Linked DNA regions of Mus musculus: all the other regions are linked to region 3. A link is a contact called in public Hi-C data. All regions are on one chromosome and are shown on one strand. Each heading gives the region's core, a stretch centred on a gene start, on an enhancer-like site or on the middle of the called end of the contact. The rest is flanking DNA. Distances are from core to core; before and after follow the strand shown.

The links. A called contact is a pair of places that touch in the nucleus more often than the background predicts.
Region 1: a Hi-C map of uterus shows a contact between it and region 3, with 4 times the contacts expected there. The contact joins two enhancer-like sites.
Region 2: a Hi-C map of uterus shows a contact between it and region 3, with 2.8 times the contacts expected there. The contact joins two enhancer-like sites. A contact is called at or near these places in 2 of 484 Hi-C or Micro-C datasets (both in uterus), 1 of 115 datasets of contacts at active chromatin or transcription factors (fibro-adipogenic progenitors) and 1 of 9 other capture datasets (adipose tissue).

Annotation. Positions count from the first base shown.
Region 1 is chr1:45,019,442-45,023,810 of GRCm38.p6, forward strand. No RefSeq gene overlaps it. Among named protein-coding and RNA genes, the nearest start is that of 4930521E06Rik, 280 kb to the left of the region's middle. Within about 2 kb of position 2,875, at least 77 of the 459 cell types and tissues checked have an H3K27ac peak or open chromatin away from gene starts, as enhancers often do. A contact at or near this core is called in uterus, where this site is marked.
Region 2 is chr1:45,670,016-45,674,606 of GRCm38.p6, forward strand. No RefSeq gene overlaps it. Among named protein-coding and RNA genes, the nearest start is that of Gm23216, 13 kb to the right of the region's middle. Within about 2 kb of position 2,911, at least 50 of the 459 cell types and tissues checked have an H3K27ac peak or open chromatin away from gene starts, as enhancers often do. A contact at or near this core is called in uterus, where this site is marked.
Region 3 is chr1:45,378,015-45,382,789 of GRCm38.p6, forward strand. It overlaps Col5a2 (collagen, type V, alpha 2), which reads right to left. Exons shown (of 54, transcript NM_007737.2): 50 at 4,102-4,209; 51 at 1,986-2,277; 52 at 293-480. Among named protein-coding and RNA genes, the nearest start is that of Col3a1, 69 kb to the left of the region's middle. Within about 2 kb of position 2,412, at least 10 of the 459 cell types and tissues checked have an H3K27ac peak or open chromatin away from gene starts, as enhancers often do. A contact at or near this core is called in uterus, where this site is marked.

The DNA.
Region 1 (4,369 bases), core at 1,625-4,124, 360 kb before region 3:
CATACTCCAGCAAGCCTCAGTCACAGTTCTGACTTTTGGTATTCCATTCAGCACTTGTTTGCCTTAAAACCCCAGATTTTAGCCCATTTTCAGGACAGGAATTCAAGCAACCAGTCACACAATACTTATAATCCAGAGCAGAGAGAAACATATCACTGTGTCATTTTTCATAGAAAAATGTGTCTTATAGAACTTAGGCCTTGCTGTCTAGGGCACAGAGATGCTCTTAATAATTTTAAAACATCAGTTAACAATCAAGACAGCCTCCAACAGACATTCCTATAACCTTCCTATATTGCTCCCCAGCTGATTTGAGATTGTGGCAACTTGACAGTTAAAGTTATCTGGCACATATTCCATTTTTTTTTGTACTTGGTACCCTAGATTTAATAAACAAATGAAGGTCAATACTCTATGATTTTAGACAAATTATGTATGTGTGTATCTCTTTCACATATAGATGCTATAGTCTTTGTAACTCAAAAGTCTATAAAGCAGTGTCCTAAATAAAAACAGTTTTCCCTTGAAAGAAATTTTGTTACTATATTCATTGAAGATGTTAGACAGTGATTTTTTAAAAGTAGCATTCCCTCCTCTTTTCAAATGACTCTACATTTCTCTGTTTTCATATTCTTTGTCCCTCTATGTAGGAGAAATGCACAGAAACAACAAAGTCTATTTCTGAAGAAATGATTGCTCCAATTTCCAGGAAAGGAAAGAAAATTGTATATCTAAAGCAAATGTGATTGATTTGGAGGAGACAGATTAATATTGCTAGATGATAACAACATAGAGGAAGCTCAAATATTACATGGTAATAATCTTGAACCCTTTTCCATTATTAGTGATGCTCACAATTTACAAACATATTTATGGGCCCCTAATCTTTTTTATTTGAATGAAAAAATGAAAAGTAAAATCTTGGCAGTGGTTCCATAGCTTCATGTCTTCAAGGCTATATGCCAGAGTTACCTATCAGCCAAAGGGCTATAGTCAGCAAGCTGTAGTCAATGAAAGCCATTTTGGCTCAGAATTCAATTTCTTCTCTCTTCCCTGATCCTTCCTCACTCTCTTTTTGCCACTTGCCTTTCTCCTACATTGTGTCCCATTTCTTCACCTTCTATTATGTGTTCTTATATTTGGTTCACTGAAACACAAAGAGGAAGGCTGAAATGTCCAATGTCCATTTGCCTCCTCATATGGATATTTCTACCACACTTTACAACATTTTCCCAGCTTCAGCAAGGCTCTGTTCATGTGGTGTTTAGTGAAGCTGCATTCCTAAGGGAGTTCATCATTGTTTTTGATTGTATGGACTTGAAGCTTTCCAGACCTTTTACCAGAGAAGGCTTCAGTAAATGGACTTAGTAAAGTCAGGATAAAAATAACAGCAGTCACACTGACAACAATATTTATACAATACTTAACTGTTAGAGACCACAAGAAAATTACTGACATTTTTCTGTTTATGAAAACAGGACCTGTAGAAGTAACTCTGGGGTTTTAAAGAATTCTATACTGACTTTAAGCACAAATACTTATGTGTTTTATTAAACAAGTTCTCAGGTATCCCTAACAGCAATCTTATGTCCCCAATTTTCCACACAAAAGTATCTATGAATCTAGATCAACTTACATATAATATTAAAAGAAGAATTATATCTTTATCTAAAGGAAGAATGAAATAAACTAATAAATGAGGATGAATAAATCTGTTGAGGTTTAGAGATTTTCAAATAGATGATTTCCTGAAATTCTAGATTTTTCCCCCCTCTGTTTTATAATTTCCCTTTTCTCTAGCAGCTACATGGTGTAGTATATCTTTCTGTTCAGACTCACTTTTGCCCTTGGGCTCATTTTCATTTCTCTTTTCCTTAGGGAGGGAAGCTGGGCGTGGGAGCTCAGGCTCCACTGTTAGCTTCTAGTCAACGTGGCATGGGAATCTGCTTGTGAATCTGTTCCTCATCTGATTGTCTATGAGAACAATTGCTCTTTGATTAGAACCATCTGGTTCCCACTAAAGTTATTTAATCCATGTGTTTAACCTGCCTAGAATCCAAGTGCAAACTGCTCATGTGGACCAGTTGCTGATATCATGTAATTACTAGATAGTGTGGGACTTGCTAAACACTAGCCACCACCAATGACTCACTAAAAATTTTTTTGTGCTGATATTAGAGCAGGAGAGAAAGGGGAAAATGGAAGAAATGGACGAGGGAAGTGTATAAAATTGGGTCATGAGAATGAGTGTAAGCCAACACTCATAGAACCAATCAGTATGGAACTGACCATGTCCTTAAAACTTGACTTTACTAACTATAAATCTATCAGTAATATTTTCAGAACATTTCACAATATGATTTATAATATTCTTTCTCAGTATTAGTAACAACATGGGGGGGGGAGAAAGAAAAACAGAGAGAGAGAGAGAGAGAGAGAGAGAGAGAGAGAGAGAGAGAGAGAGAGAGAGAAAATGTCAGAGAGATGCAAAACACCAGGAGATATACCTACATCCTGTCAAGGTTATTTATTGCAAGTTCATGGATCTGAGAAACACATTCGTTTTACACTTCGTCATTGATGTTTTGCTTTTATGACATTTTAGTGGAAGTATTTGTTAACATTGTCAAGGGATTTCCTAGCTAAAACATAATCAAAATTTCTTTTTGAGAACCATTTCTCTTTTTATCCTAACTCCATCTCTTTGATCTTCTCAACTAACTAAAACTCAAAATGTTGTGATTTGAAAGAATTACAGCAAATCAGACTTCACTGGAAATCATATAATAGCTTCCCTCCCCTGGTGTTTGACTGTAAGCAAGACCCAAGAGCACTATCCTTGCCTCTCCTTTCTGTTAATTCCTGTTTGTACATGCAGAATGTAGGGCAGTGACTCACAGTACTGGCCCAGAGCCACACAGCTGGATAGACACAGGGTGCATTTCATAATAAAAGGGTCAAGAAAGAAAAATGGTGTTTGTTCATTTTAAAAAATTCTACATGGATTATTCTTACAAAAGCAAAACCTTATGTTTCTAAGGAAGTAGATTTATGGAAGATACATTTTTTTAAAATTGTAACTCCTCATTGCTGAAGAAATCACACATTTTGGTTGTAGAAAATAGAGAAACAAAGCCTGAACTAAGCAGAAACCTATCTCTCTGTTAGCTAGCTTTCACCGGGCTGGTATGTGCTTTGTTGGCTGCTGGCAACCACTAGACATCAATGGCATAACCCTGTGTTGGACCCTGCATTCTAAACAATACTGACCTACAGGACAATATGTACTATTGATGCTAAGAGTAGCAAGACTGTGTTTATGGGCTAACCAACCATTCTTTTGATTAGACCTGAGATCTGCTCCTCACTGGCAAATTCATGTATGGGTATTGGAAACTTGGTCAAAACCCATGAAGGTGGAAGTCATAGTCTGAAAGAGGAAACCTATTTGTTTTATTTTGCAAAATTCATGTTATCAGACTGCCCTCTAAATATTTACATAAATGTGCACAGATTTGCTTTAAACTTAACCTTGAGCAGAGAGCATCTTACTGTAGTAGGCAGCTTCTAATGAAGAGACTCATCAGTGTTCAAAGTGCTAAGAATAAGTGACTGTGAGTGCTTTGTGACACATAAGGACATCTATATCAGCCCTCCTCCATACCAACACTCAGTGAATGCCATACAAGAGGAGAAAGAATAGATAAATTAATTAGAAAATACAGAGGAGTGGTGTGAAATGCTGTCCTTTGGACATAATGCAATAGTTGCTCACATGAACTTACAGTAGATATAGCTACCTGCACAGATCAAGACATTTAAAAATTTTAGCACACAAAGAAGCTGGGCTCCTGAGGCCCCACACCTTCCCAGGAAGCTCTTGGAAGTTGATCGCTGCTGGGAGCAGGAGAATCACTTTTCTTGGGGAATAGCAACTGGAAGATTACCGTAGCCCCAGTCGATAACAATCCACATCAGTGCATATAATGGCAGTAGTAATTGGACTTCGTGGAGTGATTTGTTTAAAGAGACATGGGGGCTGGATAAATGACTCAGAACTTAAAGTGTTTACTGCTCTTCAAAGGACTTCAGTTCAGTTCTTGGCAACTACCTCAGTTGGCTCACAACTGCATCTCCAGATCCATGGTATTTTATTTTCCCTCTGGACTATATAAACACTTAACTCACATGTATAACCCCCCCATACACACACACATGTATCCAAAAAACCACACACATGCACACACATACACACACACCACCACCACTATCATGCTTAATAATGAAACAAATCTTAAAGGATAAATAATAGATGGGAGGCAATTGTATTTGGAGAGGGAGGGAGTAGTGGAAAGAGGGCATTAGATAT
Region 2 (4,591 bases), core at 1,661-4,160, 290 kb after region 3:
AGGAGAACCTACATTTGTAAAGAGTGTATACAGTAAAATAAATTGTATTTTTTTATCTTCTGTTTTTTTTAAATATGTATTAGTTGCATGTTTTAGTGAGGTTTATTGTATTATTTCCACACACTGCATATCATACACTGCTTAAAGCCACTTTTCCTTCATTCACAGCCTCCCACTTTATTCTCTGTATATCAGTATTCTTTGTTCAAGTGAGTGACTTTTGGCTTTCTAATTAACTTTTGAGCAAGGATTTTTTCCTAAATATTTATGGCTATATTTATGACTAATCACTTGTTATTGGATCACACATCAATGGCTGGTCCTTGGAGAAGACTGATTTCATGTTATTCAGCAAACACTAGCCTGTAGTAGTTCTTCTATGGGTCTAGGACCTGGGTCCTTGTGAGATTTTCCCACCCACTTTAGCATGTCAATCAGTGTAATTATGTTTTAGAAATTATTTAAACAGCCATATTACCACTCCTGGGCATATACCCAAAAAATGTTCCAAGGTCACATGCTCCACTATGTTCATAGCAGCCTTATTTATAATAGCCAGAAGCTGGAAAGAACCCAGATGTCCTTGAACAGAGGAATGGATACAGAAAATGTGGCTCATTTACACAATGGAGTACTACTCAGCTATTAAATAAAATGACTTCATGAAAGTCTTAGGCAAATGGATGGAACTAGAAAATATCATTCTGAGTGAGTTAACCTAATCACAAAAGAACACACATGGTATGTACTGAGTGATAAGTGGATAGTAGCCCAAAAGCTCATAATACCCAAGATACAATTCACAGGCCACGTAAAGTCCAAGAAGAAGGAAGACCAAAGTGTGGAGGCTTTGGTCCTTCTTAGAAGGAAGAACAAAACACCCACGGGTGGAGACACAAAGACAATGTGGGGCAGAGACTGAAGGAAAGGCCAGCCAAAGTCTGCCCCACCTGGGGATCCATCCCATATATAGTTACGAAACTCAGAGGCTATTGTGGATTCCAAGAAGTACTTGCTGACAGGGGCCTGATACAACTGTCTCCAGAGAGGCTCTGAGAGATCCTGACAGAACAGATCTGGATGCTTGCAGCCAACCATTGGACTGAGCACGGGGACCCCAATGGAGGAGTTAGAAGAAGGACTAAAGGAGCTGAAGGAGCCTTATCTGGTATCAATGGTAGGGCAGGTCCTTGTTCCTGTGAAGGCTTGTTGCCCCAGTATGAGGAATGTTAGGTTGGTGAGGCCGGTGTGGGTGGGTATGGAGGCACCCTCATAGAAGCAAGGTAAGGGGGAATGGGATAGGGTGTTTGCAGAGGAGAAACAGGGAAAGGGGATAACATTTGAAGTGTAAATAAATAAAATAATCATTTTTTTTAAAGTATGAGAACATCATGAATTTTGCAGGCAAATGGATGGAACTAGGAAATACCATCCTGAGTGAGGTAACTCAGACCCAAAGGACATGCATAGTATGTACTCATCGATAAGTGGATATTAGCCAAAAAGTACAAAATACCTAGAGTTCAACCTACAAACTGTAAGTGTAACAAGCAGAAAAAATATTAATCAAAACATGATGTGATGTTGCTACTTTATATATATATATATATATATATTTTTTTTTTTACGTTAAAAACAAGTCATGAAGAAAGAAAAAAGAAAACCATGGTTTTCAACACAGAGTTTTAATGGAGGTTAGAGACACAGAGTTAACTTAGGAAGCAGTTACAGACCTGAGACACAGGAAACAAAGGGTAAAGATAAACAGAACCTAGGAGATAGCAGGAGGTGCCTCACATCTGGTACTATGAAGAAAGGATGTATGCTGCTGCCGGCAGTGGGTTCCTCTGAGAGAAAATTATGAGACTTCTTATAGAAGTGCCAATAGAAGCAAGAGGCTGGGACTACCCTACAGCTACCATCACAAACTGATGCTTAGTGGTTGAACAGAATAGTAAAATAGAGACTGGAGAATGCCTTGCCCCCTCTCCCACTCTCACATTGCAGTATCAAGTCTTACTCAACGCTTTCAGAAAGCTGAGTCTGAGGTATGTGACTTCTAAGGTCACTGTCCTGGAATCCCAGAGAAGAGTAAGTAGAAGAAAGAATGTGAGAGGTTAACAGACAGTATAGATAGACAGCTCACAAAACTAAGTAAAACTGTGGGTACAAAACTGATGTTGAAAAAAAATCTCTTACAGAATGGGTCATCAAGGGATTTACACATGAGCAAATGAGCACAGTTGAGAGAAAAGAAGGAGAGATGTTCCATTCTTAATACACACGGGGCTGGAGAGATGACTCAGCAGTTAAGAGCACTGACTGCTCTTCCAGAGGTTCTGAGTTCAATTCCCAGCAACCACATGGTGTCTCACAACCAGCTGTAATGGGATTCGATGCCCTCTTCTGGTGAGTCTGACAGCTATAGAGTACTCATGTACATAAAATAAATAAATCCTCAAAAATAAAATATACAACATGAACCAAGAGAGAAGAAAGGAAAAACATTTCAAGTTAATAGAAAAGATCTCTATTAAAAATGGAGGCTAGTGTTGCACATATGTAACCCCAACACTCACAAGGCTGAGCCAAGATTTCAAGACCAATCTGGAATGCACAGTGAAACTCAGTCTCAAAATAAACAAGGGTGCAGGGTATAAGTCAGTGGCAGAATGTTTGCCTAGCATGCAAGGGTACTGAATTTGATTCCCCAGAACATAGGAAGCAAAAGTGAAAAATAACAGTATTTAAAATACTGTGTAATGAAACAAGATCGAGACATGACTCTTAAATCAGTCCCACGAGCCACTATTAAATGTTTCATAAAACCATGCTCCCTGAAATATAGGCTTGACTAGGTCAGGCTCATGAGCTCCACTAGTGAGGAAAGGCCCCAGAGTTAGACAGACCAACAGTGACATCTGCTGCCAGGGACTTACTCTGAAAGTGGCCTGCTGCAGCATTTGCAAGTAGAGTCCTGCCAAACCGAACTGATGAGTCAGCAGGCAGGAACTCCTGTTTGTCGTTTATGCTATTAGAAGGTTTCCCAAGGCGAGCACAGAACATGGGAAAATGGGAATGTTTGAAAATGTAACTAAAACAAACAAAAACAGTGGAGGCTGAGTTGTAAGTGATGAGACAAAGACCTCACTCTATCGTTCTTCATCATGTTCCCCTTTAGCTAAGTAAATTCAAATGAATTCTGTAGTTGTTAGCAAACATGAACTTTTCCGTGAAAAGGATTAATTAAACCATTGCCAGCTACAGTGGATTCCAGCATCATACGCAGGCCAAAGAGAAAAAAGTCCAAAGATCAAAGGAGAGTGTGCATAAAATTTTAGGGTAACCCTTACTTAGAAAACCACTTCCTAATTATCTGTCTACCTACGTCCTTCAACATCTGCTGACCCTCGGGCATTTTTTTTTTTTTTTTTTTTTACTTTTCTGAAAGCTAATGAACATAAGGTTTGAATCAGACATCACATTTAAAATAATAACTGCCAGTATAAAATGTTCAATGTGACTCAATTCTGTAGAGCAAAAGATATGAAAGAAAAAGGAGTTCGGTTCTCGTTTATAAAAATGCAGAATGATAATGAATTCAGTTACTGTGAAAGCAGGTGAGCACAACCAATATTTGTATTAAAGAATTCCTGAGTTTGTAGTTCTTTTCAAAGATTTCTGCCATACTTAATGTGGCATTTTGAGCAAATTATACTTCTCTGGGCCTCATGTTCCAGTGCTGCAAAAATGAAAAGATTGGACTATATGTAGGATGGCAGATGGATTACCTGCTTATGAATTCATCTTATAGCTACATGCAGACTGCACCAGCTGGGTCTATTGTGGATGACAGAACTGTGGAGTCTCCACGTGCACCTCATAGATGATCTGGTTTGCTGTGGAGGACAGAAACATGGAGTATCCATGTGCACCTCACAGATTCTTGCCTCTGGCAGGAAGATCTTACTCTCCCTGCTAACCCCCAGTCGTTGATTCTGTTATTAGCTACGCGTTTAGTGCAAACTATGATTTCCCTCTACAAGGTGCTCAACAAATATTATTTCTGGTATTCACAGTATTCCAAAGACAAGGAAAACAAGCCTCAGAAAATACAAGGAATTTCCCAGAGTCAGAAAACATGGAGTCAATAAGTAAGATAATCTCCTGCCACTCCCTGTCATAAATTATCTTAATTTCTCATATTTTGGACCATACCCTAGCCCTCCTAAAACATAAAAGCCATATATTCTAGCATCATTATGCATTGTCTGCCTGTACCTTAATACACACATGTGCCTGCACAAAGAAAATGCAGCTGTTTGGGCATGAAATTCAGCTAGTCCATACAAACCTGAAGTGACATTACAGAAGCTCTGGGGCAAAAGCATTCAAGAAAGAAAGCTTTTCTTTCAGAAAACAGACTAAAAGAGTAGTTTTCTAAAGATTAAATGCAGTAAATGATAGAACAAATGATATATAAAAGTCATATTCAACTTAAAGAAAATGTTTTTATTAACTGAATGCAGAATGATACTAAAACCAAAGTTGGAAAAATCCCTATCTATGTGTCACTGTGTGTTGTACCAAT
Region 3 (4,775 bases), core at 1,162-3,661:
ATTCGCCTGCCTCTGCCTCCCAAGTGCTGGAATTAAAGGCGTGCACCACCACGCCCAGCAAGGCTTAGTAATTTAATGAGTTCTAATTGTGACCTACGTTTCCTGGAGTTGAGACAAGACCCTTCCCACTGTCCTCCACAGTCAGTGACATGTAATAAGGGAAGATATCACTTAAAAGTAAACATAATACATTAAATCCAGTCAAACAATAATAGCATCATTTTAATAAATATGAAAACATAATAAATAATAACAATTAAAAATATAATTCTAGGTAAATATGTTAATTCACCTGAGATCCTCTATTCATGTCAAGACCGTACCACACAGGCTTATTGTCAGGGGATTTGCTGGCCCACCAGGTTTTACGTGGAACACTGGCTGGGTTTGCTGAAATACATGTCTCTCCTGTTTCCATATTGCAGTAAACTTTGATTGCATCTTCAGCTGATCCCTGGTTAGGATCAATCCAATATTCACCTATTTTCCAAGATAGAAATATGTGCTAAATGAAGATTATCTCAAATATGATTGTGAGTCTCTAAAATAATCAGTAGAGATTTCATCCTTTATTCAAACTATAATTAGTAAGAGACTGGGAAGAAGGCTCAGCAAGTGAAATGTTTCCACATAAGCATGAGGACTTGAGTTAGGATACTCAAACAGACACACACACACACACACACACACACACACACACACACACACACACACACACATATCCTATACAAAGGCTAGGTGGGTATTGTGGCCCCCCTGCAATCCCAGCATGTGGAACAATGGAAACAGGAGATCCCTACAGTGAGCCAATTAGCTAGACTAGCTAAAAAGATGAAGTGTAGACTCAGCTAAAAACCCCATCTTACCATATAAGATGTACAGTAATTAAAGAAGACATCTCATGTCAACCTGCTGTTCACATGCAGCCACACACATATGACACATAAATATACATGCAAGTAGACACATAGACACACACACACACACACACATATATATATATGAAATATTCATCTATATATATGAAATGTAACTATTAAGCACTAGGGGTCTTCTTCATGCTAACTTCTTTTCAAAAGCACTTTTCCAAATCATGAACTTAAGACTCAAAACATCCAAGTGATTTTTAAACCAAGATTTTGCCTTTTATGTTTGATCTATAATTGTATAAATATACATCAAGTGTATTTATTCACATTTGTTTCTATAGGTCTATACATATACATGTATTATTATACATAAACTGCAAAAATAAAATTTTATATAAAATGGGAGGGAAGTTGTGAGACATAAATAGTACAAAAAGTGTATATTCTTTAGATAGAACATTCTTAGTTGTCTCTGTTGATGTTAAAGTTTAAAGTTAACTGAAACCCTGGTATTTCCAAACTCATTCAAATGATCTTAGATCCCCCTTTTCTGGGTCTAATTAAATAATTTAATATTACTGAAGAAGGCAAACTAAGAACACTGTCATACAACTTAGGTAGAGACACTATTTCATTCCAAACTGCCATAAAAGATCACTATACTTGATCCTGCCAGGCAGTATAGCAAAGGATTGATTGGCAGGTCATTAAAGTGCAATAAATTGATTCAATATGCAAATCAGTTAGGGAAACATGTCCTTTACTGGCCTCTCAATGATTTACCTAATTAAAATTCTGAATGATAATGTAGGTAAGAAAGTATTTTTAATTATGCATGAGCAAGTAGTGTGTGTGTGTGTGTGTGTGTGTGTGTGTGTGTCTGAACTATTTCCTCAAAATTGTTTTTTTGATATGATGTGGCCTTTATTATATATGCTATCTATCATCTTTTCAATTAATTGTCACAACCACAAAACTATAAGCTCTAGAGCATGCTCAACAATTTATCTTTGTTTCTATCATTAACTATAAAGTTAAAAATACATTTTGGGAAGCAGTTGAGAATAACTCAACACAATCAATATGTTTTACTCAAACAGGCCCCTGTCTACTCACCGCTCTGCTTTGTGGGATGGCAAAGCTTTAAATCATCACAAGTGCGGGCTGGGTGTTTCTTGGAACCATCAGGGCTACGCATGGTTTCAATCTGACTACTGAGAGACTTCAGGGTAACATGGATCCCAGGGTCTGTTTTGTTTGTGTCATCTGGAGCTGCCTGGTCTTCCGTAAACTCTGGAAGTGGATCTGGCATGTTCTCATCATAGTGTCCCATGATATCACCAAGAGCAGCAGTAAGATGGCCAGGGGGACCTGGAGGGCCAGGAGGCCCAGGTTCACCAGGAGGACCCTAATTAAGGAGAAATTGGAAAGACATTTAATAGCATTTTGTTTTGTTTTACGAAATTGCTTACTATGCTGTGTGGGGACATTTACAACTTGGCACAAGAATAAGTCGATCCTGAAGAAGTGTGATTCATACTTCTTAAACAGGCAGGGCTAGCCTGTCAAGTGATAACATTGCAAAATGAGGAGTGATGTTGAACCGCTTTTCAGGGAAAGTATCTACCAGACAGGCTCTGAGATAAACAAAGCTTAAAGCCAAACTCTTTGCTTTGATGTCTTCTTTGAAGATATGATGTATTTCATGTGAAGAACTTTCAGAGTTACATTCTTTTCAAAACAATTTTGAGCAAGATACAACTAGAATTCTTTACCAGAGCTATGGGCAGAAGGCAGAAAAAGGATGCTAGTGTGTGAGAGCTGTTTCTGTATGTCTGCATGCAAATATTAGGGTAATGAACGCAAGACTCCCGTTAGTGAACTTGTTGGTTTGTCCAAATCAAGAAAAAAAAATAGGAAGTTTTTTGTATGTATGTGAATTTTGACAAATGTAAAAATTCTCTGTACTGAACAAATTCAAAGAAAGTTTTTCATTATCCTTTTCATAGCCTTAAAAGTGTATCCTGTTCTTCTGTTTTCAGGGGAGAACTGATGAAATGTGACCACTCAAATCAAACCCCCAAAAAGTGGAAAAGATTACAAGCTGAGTGCTCTCCATTAATTCCTCTGCATTTCCAGAGGAAGCTCTCAAGAGTCTCAAAGAAGCCAAGTAACAACTAAAGAGACACAGTTCAGGTAAAATGCAAAGCCCTTGGTGTCAGAGGCTGATATGTTAATAATATTAGCTCTGCAACTCAACTGAGGCTTCAGGGAAGGCGTTTCAACCTCTGTGCTTTCTTATCCTCAAAACACTGATTTCAGGGAGAAAGACAGATGATAGATAGATGGATAGATAGAAAATTGATTTTTCTGGGAGATCCTCCGAATTTCACACATCCTACAGTAATCTGAGAGGAAGAGCACTGAGCCATAAGAAAGTAAATCAATTACCACCCAAGTCAAATAGAAGTTCTAAAACTGTGAAACTTTCTTGACTATAAGAAGAATGAGCCTCTATAGCCACGTAATAAATAATAAACATTCAACTATTCAATGGCACTGTCACTGTAGGAACAAAGATTAAGACAGTAAGGTCAGATAAATAAGATCAAAGAAGCATCAGACAACCTTTAAATGTACAGAGTGGGTCTGTGTGTAGATAGACGCCGAATGTCTGAGGACAGAGACTAACTAACATGGTTTAGTGTTTGAAATTATACTAAATACAATTAGATTTTTAATTGAACACTGAAAATTAAAATCTTAAATGTCATCTTTGGGGAAGAAAAATTTCAAACTCATATGCTTCATTTTGTTTCAAGCTCCTGCTGCCTTGACATCCCTGCCATGCAGGACTGTATCATGAACTATGATGTAAATAAACCCTTTCTTAACTTGATTTTGTCAGAGTTTTTAACAGGAAAGCAAACTAAGATTATTGTAATTTCACACAATGCAATGTTTGTCAAACTTTGATAAGAATGGAATTATAGTTTGATATTTAACCTCGATATAATATAGGTTCAAGGGCTTGGTATCTTGAACTCTTATTTTTATATGCTCTGAATACCATGTATTAAAAGACTTGAAATAATTACTTAAGTAGATAACCTTGTTGTGGTTTCTAGGCTTAAGAGTCTCTTGAAACTCTTGTTGGCAAGGTTCCACAGTTGCCATTGGATTGACTCCATTTTGGCAACAGCATCTTCCATGCAAACTCTTTTGACCTTACCTCTGGTCCTGCTTCTCCTACACTGCCCCGCACACCAGGAGGTCCAATTGGTCCAAGTGGCCCAGGGTTTCCTTCCTTTCCTGAAGGACCTACTGGTCCTGGAGGACCCTGTCAGAACACAAAAATGTATTTTAGAAGAAAGACTGCAAAATTTCTTTCTAACAAAAGAACCATTATAGAGATGGAGTAATTACCCTGATTGCTAAGATTCTAGTCTTAATAACTAATAAGTCATCTTTCAGCATTCTGTTATATTTACAATTTCACTGTGTGTGAACTGTCCATCACTAATTCTGGGTGAAGGACCAAAATAACTTTAAAATGCTAACAGGCTGGTCACCAACTTTCATTAGTAGCAACTGTTTCATCAAATAGTTAACCTGGTTGAAAATTCAATTGATTTAAAAGGAAATGATGTAAGTTGAGTGTTTATTATGGTTGAAACCAGTACTTATATATCACTTAACCTCATCAAATCATAGCACTTTCCTTAATATTATTCTCACTTTATGTATATTTACATTGTACTTAAATATAGCAGATTTGTAACTAATCTTTCTCACTTTTTATTTTTCTAAATATTTTTCTGAATAGTCTTAGGACACCAATGATTTATAAGAAGCAGCATTTATATGAATTTACAATTTCTAAAAGCCTCAAGTATTGGTTCTCTA